Linked DNA regions of Hordeum vulgare: region 1 is linked to region 2. The links are chromatin contacts, called in public Hi-C maps. All regions are on one chromosome and are shown on one strand. The core of a region is the stretch at or near the end of the contact, and the rest is flanking DNA. Distances in the headings are between cores, read along the strand shown. Region 1 has its middle 46 kb from the start of LOC123426945. Region 2 holds the start of LOC123426945 (peroxidase 31-like).

Region 1 (6,448 bases), core at 1,116-3,615, 45 kb after region 2:
TGTGTGTTTTTATAGAAATAAATATATGCGTATGTATATGAACGTTTGTGTCTTGTGTTTGTATTATATTAAAAATTTAAAGGATGGGTCACTTCTCCCCGTATGTCGCATTATTTTATTGAAAATCCCCTCTCTTTTTCATTAATTAACCCATAGTGAGTCTTTAAGTGAGACCGGACCTTTTTTTTTAGTATTTTAGACAAAACCTTCTAACTTTTATGTTAAATAACCCGCGGTCTATATTTTAATCATAGCGAATCTTTTTTATAATTTTACGTAAACCTCCTAAAATATGTGGTAATAACCCCGGAGTCTATTCAGAAGAAATATGTATTTTTAAATAACAATATCTGTTAAACCGTAATTCCAATTTAAACATGTTACATATGAAATTTTATTAGAAGAATGTGTAGAGTTTGAATATGTTGTTGTTTTACATGTTAAATATTTTTAAAATACTATATAGGATACAATGTTAATTAATATTTGTCTTTATTTCATATCAACGATATGTATTGTAACATATAAACTTAAAACGTCAATATTTGAAAAATGTTATAATCCTTGGACATGATGTACGTGCACTAGGTTTTCTCTTTGTACATATTTCATGATCTAAGACTTTATGTACGTACCTTTTTTTGACATAATTCACATGCGTGCTTACCAACGGACTACATTTTCTTAGTGAATACACAAACAATTTTTATAGGATATACATGCATTTATAAAATTGATGAACATTAAAAGTATATGGAGGTTTATTTTAAAGACATCCAAACTATTCATCTGATACTAATGAATGTCAATAGTTGATTTTTTTAGGATAACAGTTAAATTGATAAGTTCAATTTTAATTTGCGTTTCATTTATTGTATGTGATGGCTATATATATAGGCTTTTTTAAATTTTTTGAAACAGGCAATATGATTTTTTTAAAAGGAGTTTCAAACCCTCGTCCTCTGCATCAATCCATGCATACGACCATCTTTATTAATTATTCAACATAGATCTAACAAAAACATACATCAAACCACCCGAAGCCACCACTCACACCTACGAAACTCGATAATGTGAAGTGTTCTCACTTCCCATATCTAAAACCGGTGTCGTCATCGATTCATCCACATAACGTATCGGAACCCACCGGTGCAGCAGATCTAAAGCGTACACAACATGCACACGTTTTAGATGCCGCCATCATCATCAGGCCGCTGACCCATCTTCAGGAGAGAGATCTGTATCATCCTTGCCAGTCAGTCCATCCGTCGACGCCACCACGACTCGCCAGTCCACATGCAAAGATTGTGGAAGATCTGTCATGCGTAGCACCTGCCTACCTGGCATGACACAGCGTAGCACCTGTCGACCATGCATGACTTGACATCTCCATCGAAAGCTCCGTGCAAGATGATCGACGCCATCACAGCGTCAAACAACGTCATCGCCATGCGCTCATTCGTCCAGACACGAAGATTCTGAAAGAACTGTCGTGCGTAGCACCTACCAACCACGCATGACTCAGCGTAGCACCTGTCGACCAAACATGACTTGACAGTTCCACCAAATCTTCGGGTCAGACGAAACCGCTCCATCTCCTGAGCACTGCTCCACAAACGATGCTCTCAAGAAAGAAACGACACCGCAATACGACACCACGCCGATGATGTCTGAGTATGGTCGTATGTGTACACCATCAATATGATGAGTCGGAATCAAAATTGGATCAAAATGATAGTGTCTTACGTAAAAAAATATTTACTACTTAGTACAACGCACGGCATATTTGTTGGTATTAAAAAAAAGCAAAACAGGTCGAAAGCGCTGAAACCGGCGGCGACCCTATGCGCACGTCCGTCCGTATGTTGCACCGCACGGCCGCCCCACGGAAAATCATCGCTGCCCTTCATGGCGGGCGTGACGGAACGCGGCATTAACGGTGGGTACGGCGCAGCTGTCCGGCCCGTGAATAGGTTTCCGTCTCTCAAGAAGCATCTCACCTGCGCACAACGTATACACAGCTGTTTGCTGGCGCGTATCCAATTCCATTTTCCGTTTGTGCGCCTCCTTTCGAGAGTGGCTACCTAGCTACTAGCTAGGAGTGGAATGGGGGAGGTGGACGATGAGGTTTTGCCTGGGAATATTTCTTCACGCACACGCTTCAGGGCTCCATCACATGCCATCCAGGAATTAGTAGGGCTAGCAAAATACGGACTATCTGCAGGGCGCAATGTTGAGCATTGATTCATGCGCGTACTACGTAGGTCCAAAACGGTCGCGATCCTTGTACAGCTGGGTCGCGTACGAGCGACGCACGTCGGACGTATAGCTTTCGTGTATGTGGAGCTAGTGCAGATTAACCACTTTACTGCTTGGCATGAGCGGCTCGCTAACCACGTCCGTGCGTTCAGCCGGGGCCAGGATATACAGTGCTCCGGTTGATGACAAAGTTCCGAGCGACCCTAATAATTTTCCCGGGGACAGATCAGTATAAATGAGAGCTCGGGGGACCAACTGACCCACCCGCGCATACGTACATCACGCATGTGCAAACAAAGTGTCATCCATCGGAAAACGCGCCTACTCTTAAACTGCCACAAACAGCACTGTCAGGAGGGTTTTGAACCGATACGATACATCTTCGTCTTGGTCACGGGTGAACAAAAGCCGATTAGGGTTGCCGTGGCTCCTGTCCCCCCGTCGACGATCCGCCTCGCCGGCATGTACTGTTTTTTCTAGATTTCTCTGTTTCAGTCGGATGTCTTGCTCAGAATGGCGAAGCGGCGGCTATGCATTCAAGTCGGAATAGTATCCTTTGTCAAGCCCTCGACTAGCGGTGCGGTCAACGACAATAGAAAATATGCGAAGGTTTTGCCTTGTGGTATTTGGTTGGGTGCTGTAGCGACCCGACTCAAAATGAGTCAAGCCTTTGTGTGTATCTGTGTCATTCCTGAATCAATATGCTGGCACACACAGTACATCAATGTATATATCAAAGTGCAATCATATATAACGTAAAATTGATATATACTTCAAAAGCTCAACGTAAACAGTCAACCGATTGGAGTTCTAATAAACACCAACGACAGGTTGAGTGCAGACCGTAACCCTGAATCGTAATCTTACTCGTCGAAGAAAAATATCTGCAACATAAAACGTTGCAGCCGTGTAGGTCAGCATATTGAATATGCCGGCAAATCACAAAAGAGATGGATGAAAAATATCATCTATACTATATGCATATATGACAGGTGGAGCTGTAGTTTAAGTTTTGCGTAAAGCAAATTTTTCCTACAACAAGAGAGAGAATAAAAGCAAAATTTACTATATTGTTGGTTGTTAACGAGAAGGTTCCACCAACCAATTTTCATACCCAAGTTATAAATATTACCCACATCAATAATAAATGGTGTTGAGAATTCCTGATAACTTCGTCTCAAGTTGTCCATGACTGTGGACACGGCTAATCGATTAGGTTTGAGTACTCTGCAGAGTTTTGCAGACGTTCCCCACAAGATTTGATCGCCTCCGTTGAAGTCCTCGCACTTTAGGGTATTTGAGAATCGGATGATCAAAACATGGTCTTTCAACGGGTTCCTCTGAGCCTCTGTCGGTGTCCATCCAATCCTACCGTTCTTCTACATCTCATAGCACCGCTCGTCCAGAGTCACCACGTTGTCCAACCAAGCCAGAGCCCATAATGACTTGTGGTTGTGCAGGTAAGCCTTGGGTCTTGAAAATATTCATCCATCTCTTTGAGCGTGGGTGAAGCTTTCTGCAAGATGTCATGACGTTTCTCCATGCATCCCGGGTCCTCCCGCTGGTTTATCCCAGGGAGTCCATCTGAACCGTCCTTCACCCAGAGGTATATTTCGTTCTGAGGTCTTGCAAGTCTTGGAGTCATCAGGTCTTGATTATTAAGTTTCTCACAACACTCATGATAAACACTCAACCAAAACCCTGTCTACTAAAAGCATAGCAAAATAAAATTCATCGTCCCGGGCCAAGTAACAAGGGTGATGGGTGTCTACCACATGATACTACATCAAGATCCAAATTTCCAAGTACCTACTTTGCATGCAATTGGGTGAAGAAAGGTTGTAACTAATGCAATAAAACCATAGGTAAAAATATGATCAATGTGAACTTGTCTCGTATTACTTGATGAAGATAGTCGCTCTCATAATCCTGATAATTTTATTCGACACACTGTGAGCAATCTATCGTAAACGAATAACATTCAATAAACATTCATGCCAAAAGGAAGAACCAAAAGAAAATAAGAACAAAACATGTCTTGGTGCAAAATAACAACATACCAAGATTTAATAAGAAAAGATAGAGCCTTATGGTGTTGTAACAGGAAAGGTGAAAGGGGTCAACTCAAAAGAGTCAAAGGATGATCAACTATCGCTATATAATCTCGACTTGCATACACTATGGGAGATGATAAAAAAAATTGGGAGACCAACATGAATGTTGTTTGACAAATAGTATAAGACATAAGAATTTATTTGTAGAAAGAACTTCTTAAAATGGAGCACTACAACTACAACACAAGTTATAGCGAATTGAAGTATGAATTGAATTTTCATTCAGAAGGTCAAAATAAGTTGAACTTAAGTACGATGGTTATGTACAAAAATATATGACATGAGTATTTAGGGGTAAAAGGAATCAATTGAAAAGGTGTTACGATTTGCAAGATAAGATCAAATGAATGTTCGAATACAAATTTGAATCGCTCAAATTTGTAAGGTTCAAAGGTTGAAATTAATGAAGCTACTGCAAACGGGAGGTCAATAGGAACATGTAGAAAAAAGAATTACTAGATTTCGAATAACGGATCAAAAGATATAAGTAATTCAATATGTCACTGAATCTAGTTAGAACGCGATGTGGCAACACTATTGTGGACTAATGGAGTAATGACTATGATCGATATTATATGTTGGGAAGATAACACTAATTGATACCGTCGTGGGTATAAGTCTGACAGTAGAAGTATGGGGTACGAAAGGATGGGCAGAGCCTTAGCTACGGCGAGGATGTATAAGTTCAGGCCCCTCTACGGTGGAGGTAAAAGCCCTACGTCTCAGTGCTCTTGGGAGCTTTGTGTCGAGTGGATTATAGGATTACAGCAAGTGCCAACCCTTGCACCAGTGGGGAAGGGCGGCTTATATAGAGTGCGCTGCCCTTCATAATGGCCCGGTGGACAAGGGTGGAATAGTGGCGAATAAATGCCTACGTTACAGGTAACGTATGCTTTAAATGCCAATAATGGTGTATGAAAACGTATGACCATTGCCCTCCTGGGAGGTTACGATGTACAGAGTGGATTCCAGTCGGTACGTTAGATATGCTCCGAGTGGATCGTCGCCGACTGGATGATGGGGGCGTCCTTAGTTCAGTCGGAACTGTCTAAGGGCCTTGTCTTCTATGAAGGGTAGTCCTTGGGTAGGACCTATAGGACAGACCTATGACCCAACCCTGGGACTATAACCCCATCATTAGTCCCGAATGGATCGGGGTTGGAACGATGAAGTAATGTCTGGAGTTTGGAACCGACTGGTATTGAGGTGACTTTAGCGTTGTTTGCCTCGATTCATTGTTATCTTTTCAGCTAGTGATCCGAGTGAATACGCGAGTGAAACGAACCGTCAGGGACCGAGTGCTTCCGCGGAATCTTTCGACGTGACTGGTCAAACTGACAGCGCCGGATTTTCCGGGATCCTCAAATTTCGGTTGCCGCGCGCTCAGCGGGGATGACGACATCGCCATCGAGTAGGTTTTGCCTCCTCGATTACCGCGCCGTTATCTTCTCCACTAACCTCGCAGCGGCCGGTTGGGGGGATAAGATCCTCGGCCCACCTGCAAGTGACCCAGTCGGAAGCCTATTAAAGCCCCCCCGGCGGGATTTCCTGTTGCGCTGCTCATCCTCCTCCCATTAATCTTGCTTCTCCCGCAGCTCTCCGCACACCTCAAGCCACCTCCTTCCCCTCCTCCTCTGCGAATCCATCGCCCTCGCCATGACGAAGGGGCAGACTAGCAAGCTCGAGGCACAGAAGAAGAAGAAGAAGGGGGAGCCTCCACTCAGCGGCGGCAGTGGGCGCTGCCGGCAGGCTGGATCCAGGGGGACTTCCTCCCCTCCTCGGTGACGTAGAACGACGTCCTGGAGCTGGTGGAGCACGGCATGGTCGCCAACAAGTCCTTGAGGCTACCGGAAGGCGAGACGGAGCCGGCGTCGAAGGAGGGGGAGCGCGTTCTGCTGCTCAGCCACGTGGCCAGAGGCTTCTCCTTGCCTCCCCATCCTTTCTTCCGAGGTATCATGACTTACTTCGGGGCGCAGCTCCATCACTTTCCTCCGAACGCAATAGCTCACCTTGCTGCATTCGTCACCCTCTATGAGTGCTTCATAGGATGTCCTCCCCACTGGGGGCTCTTTAAG
Region 2 (5,882 bases), core at 383-2,882:
CGTTGGTCGCGTGATTATGCTCCGTTAGCTGCGTAATAACCACAAGGAGCTTCGGCGGCGGCACTTGAGCCTGTGATGACTACGCGGAGTGTATGACTGGAAGTGACAATGCATGCACAAGATGAGTCCAGGCGACGATAATGACTCGCAACAGAAAGGGAGATGCCAACGGCCCAGCGCCACTCGCTGAATTGGACGGCCTTGGTTTGGTCGCTCGCTTTTCAATTCACAAGGCCGAAAAAAGCATCACACAATTCACAAGACCGAAAAGCATCGCAATTCACAACTTCATTCAGAAAATCAGAGCGGACGCACACCAAAATCCAATCCTAATAATACCGTCCAGTTCTCATCACCGGACATAAGCCACGCGCCGGTCAGTCGAGGATGTCGCACTGCCGCCTGACGACGCCCTGCCGCCCCGTCTTGACGCCGACGGTGCCGAGCTTCTGCATGGCCTTGGCGAAGTCCTGGAAGAACGCGGTCCGGTTGTCGGCGTACTGCTGGACGAACACCTTGGTGGGCGGGTACTCCCACAGCGCGGCGTCGGAGGCGAGCAGCCCGAGGCCCCGGGGCAGGTTCTTGAAGTAGAGCTCGTCGAAGTCCCGCGGCGTCACGATGTCGTTGAAGATGGAGATGTCCGGGTTGCTCTCGTAGCCGGCGCAGGAGCTCTGCAGCGCCCGCGCGAACTCCGGGTTCAGCGAGGGGTCGTGCCCGCCGGCGGCGCCGCCTGCGCCCTTGTAGTTGTACACCCGGTGCGCGAACTCGGAGCAGTGGGAGAAGCCCACGGTGTGGGCGCCCGCCAGCGCCACCATCTCCTGCGGCGTGATGCCCTTGCGCGCGAACAGGACCGTCATGGCCCGCGCCGACATGTTGGTGCGCGGGAGGTTGCCCTCCACGTCGCGCGCGTCGGAGCGGCGCGCGTCGCGGCGGCCGAGGAAGACGGGGAACCGCGGCCCGCCGAGGATCCCCACCAGGTCGCGCGCCGCCAGCGCGAGGATGTCGGCGCAGGAGACGGTGCCCGGGCAGGCGGCCTCGAGCGCGGCCTTGGCGCGGGCCACGGCGTCGAAGGCGTCCCCCGGGAGGGAGAGGTTGATCTCCGCGGCGCGCTCCGGGGTCCGGTCGGAGGAGAGCGGGGAGACGAGGACGGAGGCGTCGCAGCCGGAGACGAAGCAGTCGTGGAAGAAGAGCCGCAGAGTGCCCGCCGCCGTGGACGGGTTGGCCTGCTGTTTGGCGGCGACCACGTCCGAGACGATCTGCTCCACGCGGGGGCAGCTGCGGCTGTAGTACGACGTCGACAGCCTGGCCGCCGCCGCCGCGCCGGGGGCTGCGGCGGCGGCGAGGAGCGCGAGGGAGAGGAGCAAGCGTCGGAGAAGCGTGCCCATGGAGAGATAGAGAGAGAGAGAGGGAGGGGTGGAGGTGGCTGGATTTGGAAATGAGAGAGACGGGGATTGGGGTGAGGGGAAAAGGCGGTGGACTGGAGAAGAAGGGTGAAGTGGGAGGATTAGTGGGGTGTGGTGATGACTGATGAGTGAAGTAATTGTGGGGTTTAAGGTTAAGGGGGAAGGGAGGTCAGAGGTGCGGTGGCCTGGTAAAGACGGGGGGTGGAGCTCGAGGACGGATGGACGGATGTTCCTGCCGCAACCGCGATGACTTCTTTATATGCGGTGGTGGTCCGCGGTCCAGACTCTGCAGTGAATTTTATTTTTTCTGAATATATATATTATAAACATGTTTTCTTACTAAAAGGGCACGCATTCGTTAAAAAAATCGTTAAAATACAAAAAACAAACATAAACATAATGCTTCCTCGGTCTGAAACCGCGAATGTATCTAGGCACATTTTAATTCTAAATATATATTTTATCTATTTTTATGACAAGCATCACGACGGGAGAGTAAAACTATCCATGAACCATAAACACGATTATCATTGTGAGAACGAACTACTAACGGGTTGATGTTGTTGCTCCTCAATCAGAGTCGGTCCGACCTTATGAGTAACACCCAAAAAAAATTGTGCATGTGCTTCTAAGGATCAGGGTCCTAGAGCCACACTCGTCGTTGTTGAATCTTTCAATCGATCTAAAGCATGTGGCACCAAATCTTAGCTGTTGCGCACGCATGACAAGAAATCCTAACTTCATTGCTCCAAGAGATGGCAAGAATCTACTTCAGAGCTTCGCCGACTTCCATCTGTTGCCATCCTGGGGATTGATGCGACAAGCCCTTGTCATTGTACCTTCACCTTTAATCGAAGGCCCCCGCCACATCGTGGGGAATGATGCGATAGGCGCCCTTCAGCCGCTGGCAGCTTGGCCAGCCGGCCAGAGAGTAGACGGCTACTCCCCTAGCCGGCAAGTATTTCGTAGTCGGCCAAGGCGAGCTGACAGTTGAGGATGCTATTGCTTCTTTCTATACCCAAGTACATAGGAGTAGGCTTGATGAGCCTACCCCGGGGTTATCCCCCCGTCAGTAGTCCCTGAAGCAGGGGTGGTCCGCAGTCTCGAGGCGGAGTGCCTTGCCGGCTTGAGTATCCGGCTTGCGGGCTTTCGGAGCCGTTGTATGGGAGGCGATCAAGCCGGGAGCCGGCTGGCTTCCGGCACACGCCTCGGCTTCTTCGCACGCAGCGTGGATGCGCCACGTGTCATGCTTTGGGCACCGTGCCCTGAAAAGCCACACGCATGATGGGACGGGGCATGCGTCATGGGGCCTGCCACGCCGCGCCCTTGGCCCGTGTGCGCGGATCCTCTATGGATTTGCGATGACGGTTGGTATTTTTGGAACACATTAAAGCTTCCGCACGATCCGGAGGGGGTGGGGATCATGCACACCAGGTCCCCTCCCCACGATCTCTTCGATGGTTTAAATGGAGGTGCGGGGCGCCGAAGAGATCATTTGCCCCCGTCCCGCTCTGTTCCAGCGCTCCCTCCCTCCCAGAGCAAGAGAGAGAGAGAGAGACCGCTTGCGCCTTCGCCGCCGGAGCTTCGCGCATTCTGTTCGAGCTTCTCATCGCCGCCTCGCCATGTCTCAATCTATCGCCAAGAAGGCGAAGTCCCGAGGCGCCTGGGAAGGCAGAGAGGTCACCGCGGGGCACATTTAGGTGCTCCGCCACCGCCGCATGCTGCCCTCGGAGGAGCTCATCGCGGTGTGCCTCCCTGATCCCGAAGCATCACCGACCCCTCGCGAAGGTGAGGTGGTGGGAACATTTCTTCCACGGGTTCGGGCTCCCCGCTAGCGATTTCTTCTCGCGCTTCTTGGTGCATTTCGGCCTGCAGCCGCACCACCTTGCGCCGAACGCCGTCCTCTAGCTAGCAGCCTTTGTCACCCCTGTGCGAGGGATTTGTGGGGATTGAACCCCGATTGGATCTGTGGCGGCAGTTGTTCTTCTTCAAGCAGCAGCCGGCGCCAACTGATGTTCCCTGCGTCATGAAGATGACTCCTTGCGGCGCTGCCCTAGTTCATCATCGAACCGCCTCCGGCTTCCCGAAGCCCCCCCTCCAGGACTGGGTGAAGAAGTGGCAGAGGGGATTCTTCTACGTGAAGAATGTGGACCCCCTCCTCGACTACATCAACCTACCCCTTTCGCCATTGCTTCGTCGACCGCAAAGCAAAACTGGAAGAGCTCTCTTCCAAAGCCGATCCTAGAGGTGAAGCAGATTTGCGCCCACCTCGAGCTTTTGAAGACTCGAGGCCTCCTAGTAGAAGATTTTCTTGCCACCATGGTGGCATGCCGGATCCTGCCCCTTCAGCGCCGGCCGCACTTGATCTGTCAGATGGGTGACCGACATGATCCATGCCGACTCACAACGAAGAACCTGTGAGCCGGTAGGGTGGCTTATCAGGTGAACCTAATCTCCTTCGCCTCCATGGATGAAGGTGGCGAATGGGAGTGGGGCATAACCCCTTACGGGCGAAGCCATCCGGCTCCGATGGTATGTTTCTTTATTGATTGCGTTTCTTGTCTTTCTTTGGATACCATCCGACATGTGATGCCGGACGCCGGCTACTCCCTCAGCTATTCAAGCGTCTGCAAGTCTACCAGCCGCCGACTGCCGACGTCGAAATCGAGGATGAGGACTAGGTGGAGCTTCAGCCGTCCGCCTCCGAAGATGTGGAGGGGGCGGCGGAGTCGGAAGGAACCGAGTCGGTCGGTGAGTTTGTTGCGTCTGGGTTGCTTGACTAGACATATGATGACGAGGTGTCGCCTCCCTTGCGCGGTGCAGCCAACGTGGAAGACCTGGAAGAGATAGAGGAGGTCTCCATCCCTGCCTTGACGCGGCAACATCGAGCCGCCCGTGAGCCGGCAAATGATGGCGAAGGAGCGCGACGAAAAGGCAAGCAGGCCGCCATCGCCGAGCCGGCTCCCAAACGAACCGCAGGAGGGCCTCCAGCTGGAGGTCGTGGGGGCAGCTCGAAGAAGTGGCGAGTCATCCCGGCCGTCGTCGGGAGACGGCCGGTTCCCGTCATTGTCGGGTAAGTAGTCACGTTTATCTTCTTTCCCCATGTTTGATTCTTCTGAAGAAAATCCCTCCTTACCGATTTATGGTAAGCAGGGAGATCGAGGCAGTGGAGGAGGATGACGCCACCGCCATAGAGCAGGCCGCCTGGGCCGAGATGGATGCTGCCCAGAGGGTGCTGATTGAGCAGGAACGCCGTCCCTGGGAGGAGGCGCCCCGAAAGGCGGCTGTAGGCCGGGATCAGCCCGGCAAGCGCGCATCCGGCCCTGCTCCGAAGCCCGCCCCCAAGGAGAGGCGCTCCAAGACGAGGCACGATCCCGCCTCACGGGTGAGTGTGGAGGCCCAGACCAGCGAGCCGGCTCGTTCCGGAGCAAGCGCAGCCGAGACCGCCAAGACCACCGGGCCAGAGCCTGCCTCCGCGCAGGTGGATCTTGATGCAGCACCCGACGCGCCTGACGCTGGAGAGGACACCGCACCGGAGGTGCAAATGGATGCGCCGGAAGCGGAGATTCCGCCCCAACACGGAGACGACCCTGGTGGTGAAGGACAAGACTGTGCGGACCGAGGATCCGCAGGCGCCTCGTCGGGCCGATGCGTCGAAGGAGCCGACACAAAGCGTGTCCCCAGGATACGACACAATGGTCGTTTCTCGCCGTGGCCCGTCCGCCTCCGGAGCCGGCCCCTTCTCTAGGAGCCGGCCCATAGAGTCCTGGAAAGCGGCCAAAGCAAGCCGCGCGACCTTGCCTCCTGGCGCAACGCTGAGTGGGGTCCCAGCGCTGGTGGTGGCATATTCCCGCAGCCGTGACAAGGTGGCGGAGGCGGTCTTGGTGGCCCAGGAGGACCTGAACCGCCTCGAGGAGTGGACTCGGTAAGTTTTCGATTCCCGCACCTTTCGGTCGAGCTTTTTCTTCTTCTTTCTTCGCTTCAATGGGGGCGTGCCAGCGCACCCACTGGGTGTAGCCCCCGAGAGTCGGGTCGGCTGAGAGTTAGCCGGGCCGAGTCTTACTCGCGGCGGCTTGGTTTCTTCTTTCTCTTACAGTGGGGGCGCGCCAGCGCACCCACTGGGTGTAGCCCCCGAGAGTCGGGCCGGCTGAGAGTTAGCCGGGCCGAGTCTTACTCTTGATTTGCTTTGATTCTTTTCGTCGTATGACCTTCACAACAACCAAGCACATGCTCACAACGCGCTGCTGGCCCGAATCCAAGAGGCCAAGAGTTGTTCCAGCGACCTTCAAGGCCGGTTGGACCAAGCCGTCACGGAGCGCGATGCCTTGCATGGCGAAGACGACCGGCTACGTCAGGAGGTGGAGCTTCTCCAGATGGAGAAGAAGGACCACGAGGCAGCCCACCAGACGGAGCTGGAGTAGCAGTGTGCCGCTCGTGACGCCGCCTTGGCGTAGAAGGATGCCACCCACGTCGCCGACC

Evidence for each region. A called contact is a pair of places that touch in the nucleus more often than the background predicts.
Region 1: a contact with region 2 is called in a Hi-C map of leaf, with 2.9 times the contacts expected there. The contact joins the enhancer-like site here to the promoter of LOC123426945 in region 2. A contact is called at or near these places in 1 of 6 Hi-C or Micro-C datasets (leaf) and 1 of 1 datasets of contacts at active chromatin or transcription factors (embryo).

What each region holds. Positions count from the first base shown.
Region 1 is chr2H:516,697,231-516,703,678 of MorexV3_pseudomolecules_assembly, forward strand. No RefSeq gene overlaps it. Among protein-coding and RNA genes, the nearest start is that of LOC123426945, 46 kb to the left of the region's middle. Within about 2 kb of position 2,366, at least 3 of the 3 cell types and tissues checked have open chromatin away from gene starts, as enhancers often do. A contact at or near this core is called in leaf, where this site is marked.
Region 2 is chr2H:516,652,505-516,658,386 of MorexV3_pseudomolecules_assembly, forward strand. It overlaps LOC123426945 (peroxidase 31-like), which reads right to left and starts at 1,633. Exons shown (of 1, transcript XM_045110867.1): 1 at 270-1,633. The coding sequence starts at 1,385. The coding sequence ends at 378.